Regions from separate parts of the Mus musculus genome. Here region 2 is linked to region 1. The links are chromatin contacts, called in public Hi-C maps. All regions are on one chromosome and are shown on one strand. The core of a region is the stretch at or near the end of the contact, and the rest is flanking DNA. Distances in the headings are between cores, read along the strand shown. Region 1 has its middle 150 kb from the start of Gm31055. Region 2 overlaps Ajap1 (adherens junction associated protein 1).

Region 1 (4,263 bases), core at 821-3,320:
TGTCATCCCATCTGGAAGAACCTTCTCTCTGTGTCACCCAAGAAATCAGAATAAACAAGCTCTTTGCAGGAGCCAGGGCCTCGAGGAACCTGCGAACTTCATGGACATATTGTGGAAATCACTAATGATGTGGGCTGCACAGTCCTACCAGCCAGTGGTGATCACACCTCCATGCTGAGTTGAGTTCACACTTTCTAGGTGTGATCTGGGCATTGAGACAGGCAAGAGATACATCAGAGGGAACCCTGGTTTGTCAAAATGGGATACGGAGTGGATTTCTTGCATGCTGGGGATGAATGAATTCTTGGGGTACCACTGGAAAGAACATCCCTGGGTTCCCAGATGGGTGTCAGAGACTCGTCTCGGTGTTCATTGAGCTTCTGAGGTGCAGGGTCAGGCCTTTGGACTGATACTGGTGAGGGAGAGAGGGCCGAAAACTTTAGGGAAATAACAGTCAGATGTTTGGGACTCTGTGCAAATTCTCCTAGAAGAGTTGAAGAATAAAGGAGGAGGAGGAGGAGGAGGAGGAGGAGGAGGAGGAGGAGGAGGAGGAGGAGGAGGAGGAGGAGGAGGCGGCAATGACAATGGACCCTAGACCCTGAGGAACACATCCTAGGTGTAGAGCTATGTTCATGAGTTTTCTCTTCATTCACTGCTCCTCTTCATAAGTCAGTGAGAGTTTTAGTGTTCCAGCCAAGATTAATCGGGTGTTTTATTTAACCTTCTCTTGAACCCTACCAGGTGTGTGTGTGTGTGTGTGTGTGTGAGAGAGAGAGAGAGAGAGAGAGAGAGAGAGTCTCTGTGTGTGTTTGTGCATGCGTGAGTGTTGTGTGCACATGTATGAGTCTGTGTGTGCACATATGTGAATCTGTGCATATATGTATAAGTGGGTGCACATGTGTGACTGTGTTTGTGCACACATGTGAGTCTCTCTATATGTGCTTGCACATGTGTGAATTTGTGTGAGTTTGTGTGCATGTGTGAGTCTGTGTGTATGAGCATGCACATGTGAGTTTGTATATTTTTGTGTATGTGTGTGTGTGCACATGTGTGAGTCTGTATATGTGTCTGCACACATGTGTGAATCTGTATGTATATAGTGTATATATGTAAGTTTGTGCACTTATGTGAGTCTGGTTGTACTTGTGCATGTGTGAGTGTACACATATGTGAGTGTATATGTGTGCACACATGTGAAAGCCTGTGTGTATGTGGGTGAGTGTGTGCACATGTGTGAGTCTGTGTGTGCCTATGAATATGAAGGACTGTGGTCAACCTCAGATTTCATTCCTTATGTGTCACCCCATGTTTGTTTTATGTTTTGTTTTGTTTTTGAGGCAGACTGTCTCGTTAGCCTGGAACTCTTTGAGTCAGTAAAGCTTGTGGGTTGTGAGGCCGGGGATTTGTCCATCTCCATCTCCATCTTCTGAGCATGGAGATTATAAGCACTGGCCACCATGTCCAGATTTCTTGTGTAGGTGCTGAGGATCAAGCTCAACTCCTCATACTTGTGTGGCAAGAACTTTACTTGTGAACCCATCTTCCCACCTTACACTTGAGCCTAGATGCCAACCAGCAGACAGCTCTGTAGGGATACATAAAGCATTCGCAGGGTACATTACTGTAAGTGGGTGCACATGTGTGACTGTGTGTGTGATCAGTCTAATCCTACTCTGAGCAAGACTATTGCTTCCATTTTACAGATAAAGAAACAGACCCAGAGAAGAAAAGTTGTAGGGCTGGGCAGTCCTCTCCAAATCCTGTGCTGCAGGCACCATCTCAGATGCAGGGAGAACCTAACCTCTGAGTCAGGCCTCAGGGGTCAATCCCAGAGCCAAGTGTACAAGGTACAGCCCTCCCCCAACCCCAGTGTTTAACTGGCACCTAGCAAAAGGCTGCAAAGATCTCAGAGCAATTTGTTTCTCACAGTGACTTCACGCCCGCACCCAGGAGTCCAGAAATAACAGGATTCCAACCCGATCACAGCTTTGCAGGCACTTGCTCTACACTCAACAGATGCCTTCGGAGTCTGCAATATTTCCCACTGTCGGAGCTGAAAAAGCAATAAATAATAAGGCTCTCACATTTGCATAGCAATTGAACACTGCACGGTGGAATGACTGTGCGTCTTTCCTCCCCAGGATTCAGTGTCGCTGGCTGAATCTTTGGGACGTTTGCTTACCATCTCCAGGATGCTATAGAAAGCAAATATTTAGACGACACGAACATTATTCAGTTTTAGAACATTTTTTTTTCCTTCAGAAAAATAAATGTTACGTAAAGCAGATGGTGCTCCGGTCTCTGCTCAGCTCGTGAGCCTCCGTAATTTATTTTTACACTCTTTGTGTGATGCTTTCGTTACAGAAACCCCGTATGGCAAGCACAGATGTGCGAGAGGCTCTGGCCGTCCTTTCTTTCTTTATCCACCCGCTGATGAAGGACTGTACAGAAGAAAGCTAATCCCAAACAAATCCCACTTTAGGTTAGCTTTTATATAAAAAACAAAAACAACCCAAAGCCCTCACAGTAAAACTCAAAGAGCTGCCCCTGTGCTTGGTCACCCCAGACTTCCGTAAGCCGCTGGGTGCTGGTGAGAGAGCGGGCGTTTGTTCTGCTCCGAGGAAACTCCGAGTGTTTGGAAATTTCTGATATGACATGGGCTGTGATTTATGAGGCCTCTGCCATTTCGTACTTTGTCAGCATTAACTTAAAGTAAGGATTCCGTTGAGACGCACAGGATTTGTGACACGAACTGTAAATTTCAGAACCTACGAGCTTTGTCCAATTTGGTCTAAATGTGTGTACTGGGAGGAGGAAAGTGGGGTGGAGACAAAGGAAACTGAAGCCTGGGCACCGAGGGCTGCAGAGAAGGCGCCTCTCCAAGTCTGTGTCCCCATCCTTTGGAGAAAGCATGTAGCAAGAAGCGCTGCTCGGTTGTGAGGAGGTGCATTTAATTTAATGTTGCTTCCATGATTATTGAAGAATGGTTACAGGAAGATTAAGCTGTAAAAGAAATGGCGTTCACAAATGGCAAAGGGACGCAGCGATCCATCAATCACGTGGGCTGCCGGGCACCTCAACTCCACTTCCTTCTACTTCATTATTAAGAAGAATGACTAATCGCAGTCAGGCTTCCCACGCAGCTCTGAGTTCCGCATCTCAAGGTCCTGTCACAATATTAACCTCTTCACAAGTGAACCTTTGTAATTCCAAAGTTCAAGTGAAGTGAGCCCAGAGCTGAGCCATGAGCCTGCCAGGGACCAGGATGCACTAGGGTGATTCGTGTACCCTGCCCAAGCTTTTCTGCCTCCAGCCCAAGTGGGTGCTGGACTCTGGTCCAAGGGAACCGCTCTACGGGCAGCCATAGTGCGGACAGACTCAAGAGGATCTGTCTGGGAGCCCGGTGCCCAAGGTTCACTGCCCAAGGTTCTGCTGTCTCCACAGTTTCACCAGGAGTGAGGGATGATGGGAGATTAAGAGCGAGAGAGTCCTTTACAATAAAAGGCATACGCCCGGCAGTACTTAGAAGGTGACACCATAAATCCTTGGTTCCTATTTGCAGGAGGGGCAGCCTCCTCCTGCCTTGCTTACATAGGTATCCTAAGATCAGATAGGAACCAACAGAGATTTATCCTTTGTGGATTGGCTGTCTGAGAGGTGATTGGTTCCATGATGGAGCCAAACAGCAGCCAGGAGCCCTCTCCCCATTCCCGTATCTGAGCTGAGTGTAGGGGGGAAATATAATAAGAATCTACAGTATTAAAAAATATATTAAAATCTGAATACCCCAAAATCAATGTGAGGGGAAGCCTTTTTTTTTTTTTTTGGACTTATTCATTCATCTTTCTACCAACTCATCCATCTGCCTGGTAACCTACCTACCCACTTCATGCAGGGAATATGGCTGAACATCTGTGGCATGCCAGACAGTATTCTTGGTGCTAGGATTAACATGAACCAAATTGTACCTTGTGTGGCTCACTTGAAGGGGAGACAGTAACAGAAGCAGAGTAGACTGAGGGCTGCCCAGCCCTGTGGCTCTCAGAGAACCTTCCTCCTGCCCCAGGAAGCATGGATGTCCAGAATCTGCGAGAAGCTTAAATCTCAACCCATGTTTGCTTCTAGACCTGGTTGGAGCTCAATGGGAATCCCCAGGCCTACTTCCTGGGAGGACGGATCCTGTGCTGAAGTAACTCAAGACTTCTAAGCAACCTTGGCCTTCATCCAGGACTCCCTGATGCCCTCACTGGGGTTGGACATACA
Region 2 (4,263 bases), core at 734-3,233, 440 kb after region 1:
GGGCAGCCAGCCCCCGAGGGAGCTATTCTTGTTTCTAGAATATTCTCTCTACGGTTTTTGAAATAACCAGCTGGCCTAGCTGTTTCTTCCAAGGAACAAAACAGAGTGTCAGGAGTGTGGGTCAGGAGCTCAGGGGCCTCTCCAGGGAACATCCTGCTAGCTCAGTACCTTGCAAGTATGGGCTAACCATGAAGCATGGCAGCCCTCCTCTGGGCAGAGATGGAGCCACCTGGCCCTGGAAAACCAGGGGAAGCTGAGAGTATAGAGATGGGGTGAAGGTCAGCCTGGGGCAGCCAGGAGGACTCAAGCACTCTGCCTGTCACACCTTCTTCGGCTTTTAAGATCCAGTTACAAGACAGTGCTCGGGGAATTCCTGTGGCTGGGTTGCCACCTGCCTACCTTGGGAAAGAGCATTGGTGGCCCTGCTGACCACAGCATTTGGTTCCTCTCTGCTGACTTCTGGAGCTAACACCCTTGCGACTGTCCTCCCTGCTTTGGGCAAATCCAGTAACACTTCCCCCTTGTGCCCCTCCTCCTGGGTGTCCTATCTCTTGGCTTGTTCAGAAGCCTGGAAAAGACCTGTCTGAGAGCATGCTGTCCCCAGGGTCAGAGGACAAACAAGTGGGTCATCTATTCGCCAAGAGCCCCTCATCCACATATCCCCAGGTCCAGTATTTTCTGAGTTGGGTGCCTCTGAAGACATTTTCTCCCCATCTCTGGAGCTGGTGGCTCTGTGGGGTCACCTCAGTGGTATTGGCTTTTTGTCTCTGAAAGAAGAGATGCTGCAAAGTTAGGCATCTGGCCCTAGGAGAGAGAGACAGGTCAGAGGCTTTTCAATCCAGCTGGGCCGGAAACGTCACATTCGGTGACGCACCAGGCTCGCCTCGGCCGCCAGCAGCATCTTCTGGAGCTCTTTGCCAAAGTTTTGGATTCTACTGATTTGTCGTAAATAAACTCGGTTTTCACTCCCTTCACACAAATCATCTTTTTTTTTAGAACTTTTTTTTTTTAATCAAACGAGCAAGTGTACGGGGAGGCGAGGAATTGGGAGGAGCGTGACTAATATGGAGGTTCTGGAAATGAAACAAGGGACGACGTTGGCCTCTGTTTTCACAGCAACAAGAAGCCAGAAGAAAGCAGCTCCCTGGGCAGGGTGTCAGTATCTTAGAAGCCAGGAGGACAGGTGAAATGGGGCAGTGAGTGGCTCACAGGCTGTATGAGGCTTTCTCCTGAACATGGGTGTCTGACCTGAGGAGAGCTGGTCAGCAACGTCCTGCTGATGGTAGAACAGAACTGGTGGCTTCCCCCCAACTCTTCTGCAGGCGGCATAGCTGGCTTTGACTGCCCACTGTGGACTGTGAGGTTCGGAAGCACCTGGTCTCTGGCACAAGGCACACTGGGCGGTGGGGAATTTAACCGTCCAGAAGTCTTTGCCCTTAGCTCCTGGGAGGCATGAATTGCCGGGTTGTCCTGTCCAACGTAACTGTCTCTATCACACACTAGGTCCTCAACCACCAGAAGACTGGGACAGAGCTGGTGACGCAGTCTTCAGCCATGTCTACGTGGCTGAGCTTCATAAATCTGTGTGCCGTCTCCCACAGAACAAGGCAGGAAAGAGGTCTATCTCCACTCCACAGATGGTACAGCCAGACTCTGGAACCCTGCCCCACAGTTTTCCTCCCAGCAGACTTCGGTCCCTATCCTTTTTCTATGGCAGGCCACAGCTCTTACTATCGCAGTATTTGCTTCCTGTCTGCCTTGGCTGTAGTGGACCCTGAGGGTCCCGGGACCCCAGTAGCTACAGAGAGTATCAGAAGGTTGGTGTCAAAGTCGGGGTGTCGGGGAGTGCTCCCAGTGCTGGCTCAGAACATCGAGGAGGAACAAAGCTGTGCCGGTCGGGGTCGGTCATCACACACCTCTGTCCTGTGCAGGTGCTTGCCCCTGTCCCTGTCAAAGGGGGCGGTGCTCTCCGCCTGCAGGAAGATGCTGCAGCCTGCGCTCCGGAATTCTCCGTGTGGCCACCCAGCCCTGTGACTCACACTGGATCTGTGCAAAATCTGTGTTTGAAAACGCTGGATGTCAAAAAAGGAAGAGCAGAGGCAGACCGCACGACAGAAATAGGCCCGTGGAGACAGAGACGAAGCGAGCCTTTCTTTTGCACCAAACTCTCTGCCAGGGATCCAAAAATCCCAGGCAGGAGGGAGGAGAAGATATGGCCTGAGCATCCTGCAGCCTCCTGGGATAGCCACTGCAGCCTCTCCTTGACCCTGAGCCCAGGAAGGGCCCTGAGCCCAGCAGGAGAGAACCTGAGCCAAACCTGCCCAGACTCACTCTGAGCATCAGGTGCTACATGATGACGTGAGACAAGACAGTAAGTACCTATTCTGGTCAGAGTTGCAGTTTCCCGTGGAGCACCTCAGTGGAACCTGAAATCCTCCTGCATTGTTTACAAGACCACACACTGGGGAGCCGCTTCTGCAGGTGCCTCTTTCCAACCTCAGAGAGCCCGTCCTTCACGGAAGTGTCTCCCTCCACCTTGGATTCTCCCGTGTCTCTCAGGGGCTTTGGATCAGGAGAGCGAGCTTCAAACAAACACACAGTGAAATGCACTATCTACCCCCATGTAGACCGCTGTGAAATCTGGGTGCCAGCCCACTGCCCCACACTGAAGCTCTGTCCAGCTCTGTCCAATGTCACTGCATTGTGCCCATGGGCTCTGGGGTTGAAGCAGTGTGTCTGGTAGATTTTGTTACTTCCATACCTCAGTCCCCTTCGTGCTGGGGTGAGTTGGGGCCCAACAACCCCAGAAGAAACTAGCGGAAATAAAGTTCATAGTAGAGGCCAATGTGACTTAAATTGCTAGGTATATTCCAAGTCACCCTGAGGGCTTTGGGATCATTGCATACAACACGGACTGTGGAGACAGGTCACTCGGTGTATACACACATGAGATTAAGATTTCCAGCAGTTCTGAGTCTCAGAAGGTGACAGAGGCCTCAGGATACTGTGCTGACTGGAAGTGAGGGGTGGTGTTTGGAGCACTGGCTTCCAGGTCTGTTCTTACCAGCTCCTGGGAAAGCAAGCTGGGGCAGTGTGCACCTGTGGATAGACATAGCACAGAACAATCTAAAGTGCCACATTCCCACTCATTACCTTCCTAAGAACCAGGGGTTCTGCTTGCTCCTACTCGCAGAAGCAATGGCAAGCGACAGACTGATTGCTCTTAGAATGGAAGGTCAGTGGTTTTCTGGTCTTCACACCAATGCCCTTGGATGGACAGGGATGCGATGGGGACTCAGAGATAGGAAGAGCATTGGAAAAGAACTGAGGGGCCGAACTGGGTTCAGCACCCCGGGAAGGGCTGGGTTCTGAAGGCCTTGAAGATGGGAGGCAGAGTGAGGACCAAGGGAGAGGATTGTGCACAGTAGGGGATGCACACAGTGGGAGGTACAATTTGAACACCACCACCGTTGCCAGGAGCTGTGGTTGCTCTTATATTAATTCATCATCATGACGCAGGTGGTGATGGTGTCAGTCTTAAACTTTGTGCCTTGCTTTGCTTTGCTTCTTCTGTAGGAGGCACAACCATCACTCAGCTCCACCTCGAGCAACAGAACTCTCCGGGAAGGTCTATCGAACTCCTGCAAAGCCACAAGTGTCCCTGCAGCAGGACACTTCCAAGAACGCTTTGAATGCTGGGGCCTCCCTGAAAAGCATTCTGGGAAAACTTCAGTGCCCACGGTTGTTTTCATTCGCTCTCTCCCCAGGTTCTGGTTATAACTGGCTCCTGTTCTTGCTTGTGTGTGCTTTTCCTGAGCAGAGCGTCCAACTGGTTCTCGGAGTCGGAGCCTGCAGATGTGAAGATCCCCGTCCCACCTCTGGGAGGGACTCCGAAGCTGATGCTACCGCTGGCAGTTTGTGTAGAGAACCACAGAGAACCAAGCAGTGCAGGGCCCAGTCAATAAGAAAGCTGCTCTTAGACAAGGGACAGGCTCTCAAGCCGGGGTGTGCAAGTGCACAGAAGCAGCCGGCTCATGGAGGCCAGGTCACAGATTCCCGTTACCCTGGGTCCGGGCTGGTGCTGAGCGAAAGGATCAATGTCAGCTTAGGTGCTTTCAATAGACCGAGAGGCTCAGCACTAAGGCCCAGGGTGAGGAAAAAAAGCAGAAGAAGCCAAGAGGAGGACTCGTCCCAGGGGCAATTGTGCTAATCCACTCCCCAAATGGCTCCTAATCCCTGCTTAGCACAGAGCTTATAAAATGC

What was found. Hi-C and Micro-C count contacts between places; a contact is called where the count stands out from the background.
Region 2: a contact with region 1 is called in a Hi-C map of cortical neurons, with 2.2 times the contacts expected there. The contact joins two enhancer-like sites. A contact is called at or near these places in 2 of 39 promoter capture datasets (liver and stem cell-derived epiblast-like cells), 1 of 484 Hi-C or Micro-C datasets (cortical neurons) and 1 of 115 datasets of contacts at active chromatin or transcription factors (embryonic basal ganglia).

The regions. Positions count from the first base shown.
Region 1 is chr4:153,016,166-153,020,428 of GRCm38.p6, forward strand. No RefSeq gene overlaps it. Among named protein-coding and RNA genes, the nearest start is that of Gm31055, 150 kb to the right of the region's middle. Within about 2 kb of position 2,071, at least 35 of the 459 cell types and tissues checked have an H3K27ac peak or open chromatin away from gene starts, as enhancers often do. A contact at or near this core is called in cortical neurons, where this site is marked.
Region 2 is chr4:153,458,063-153,462,325 of GRCm38.p6, forward strand. All of the region lies in intron 1 of Ajap1 (adherens junction associated protein 1), which reads right to left. Among named protein-coding and RNA genes, the nearest start is that of Ajap1, 23 kb to the right of the region's middle. Within about 2 kb of position 1,984, at least 15 of the 459 cell types and tissues checked have an H3K27ac peak or open chromatin away from gene starts, as enhancers often do. A contact at or near this core is called in cortical neurons, where this site is marked.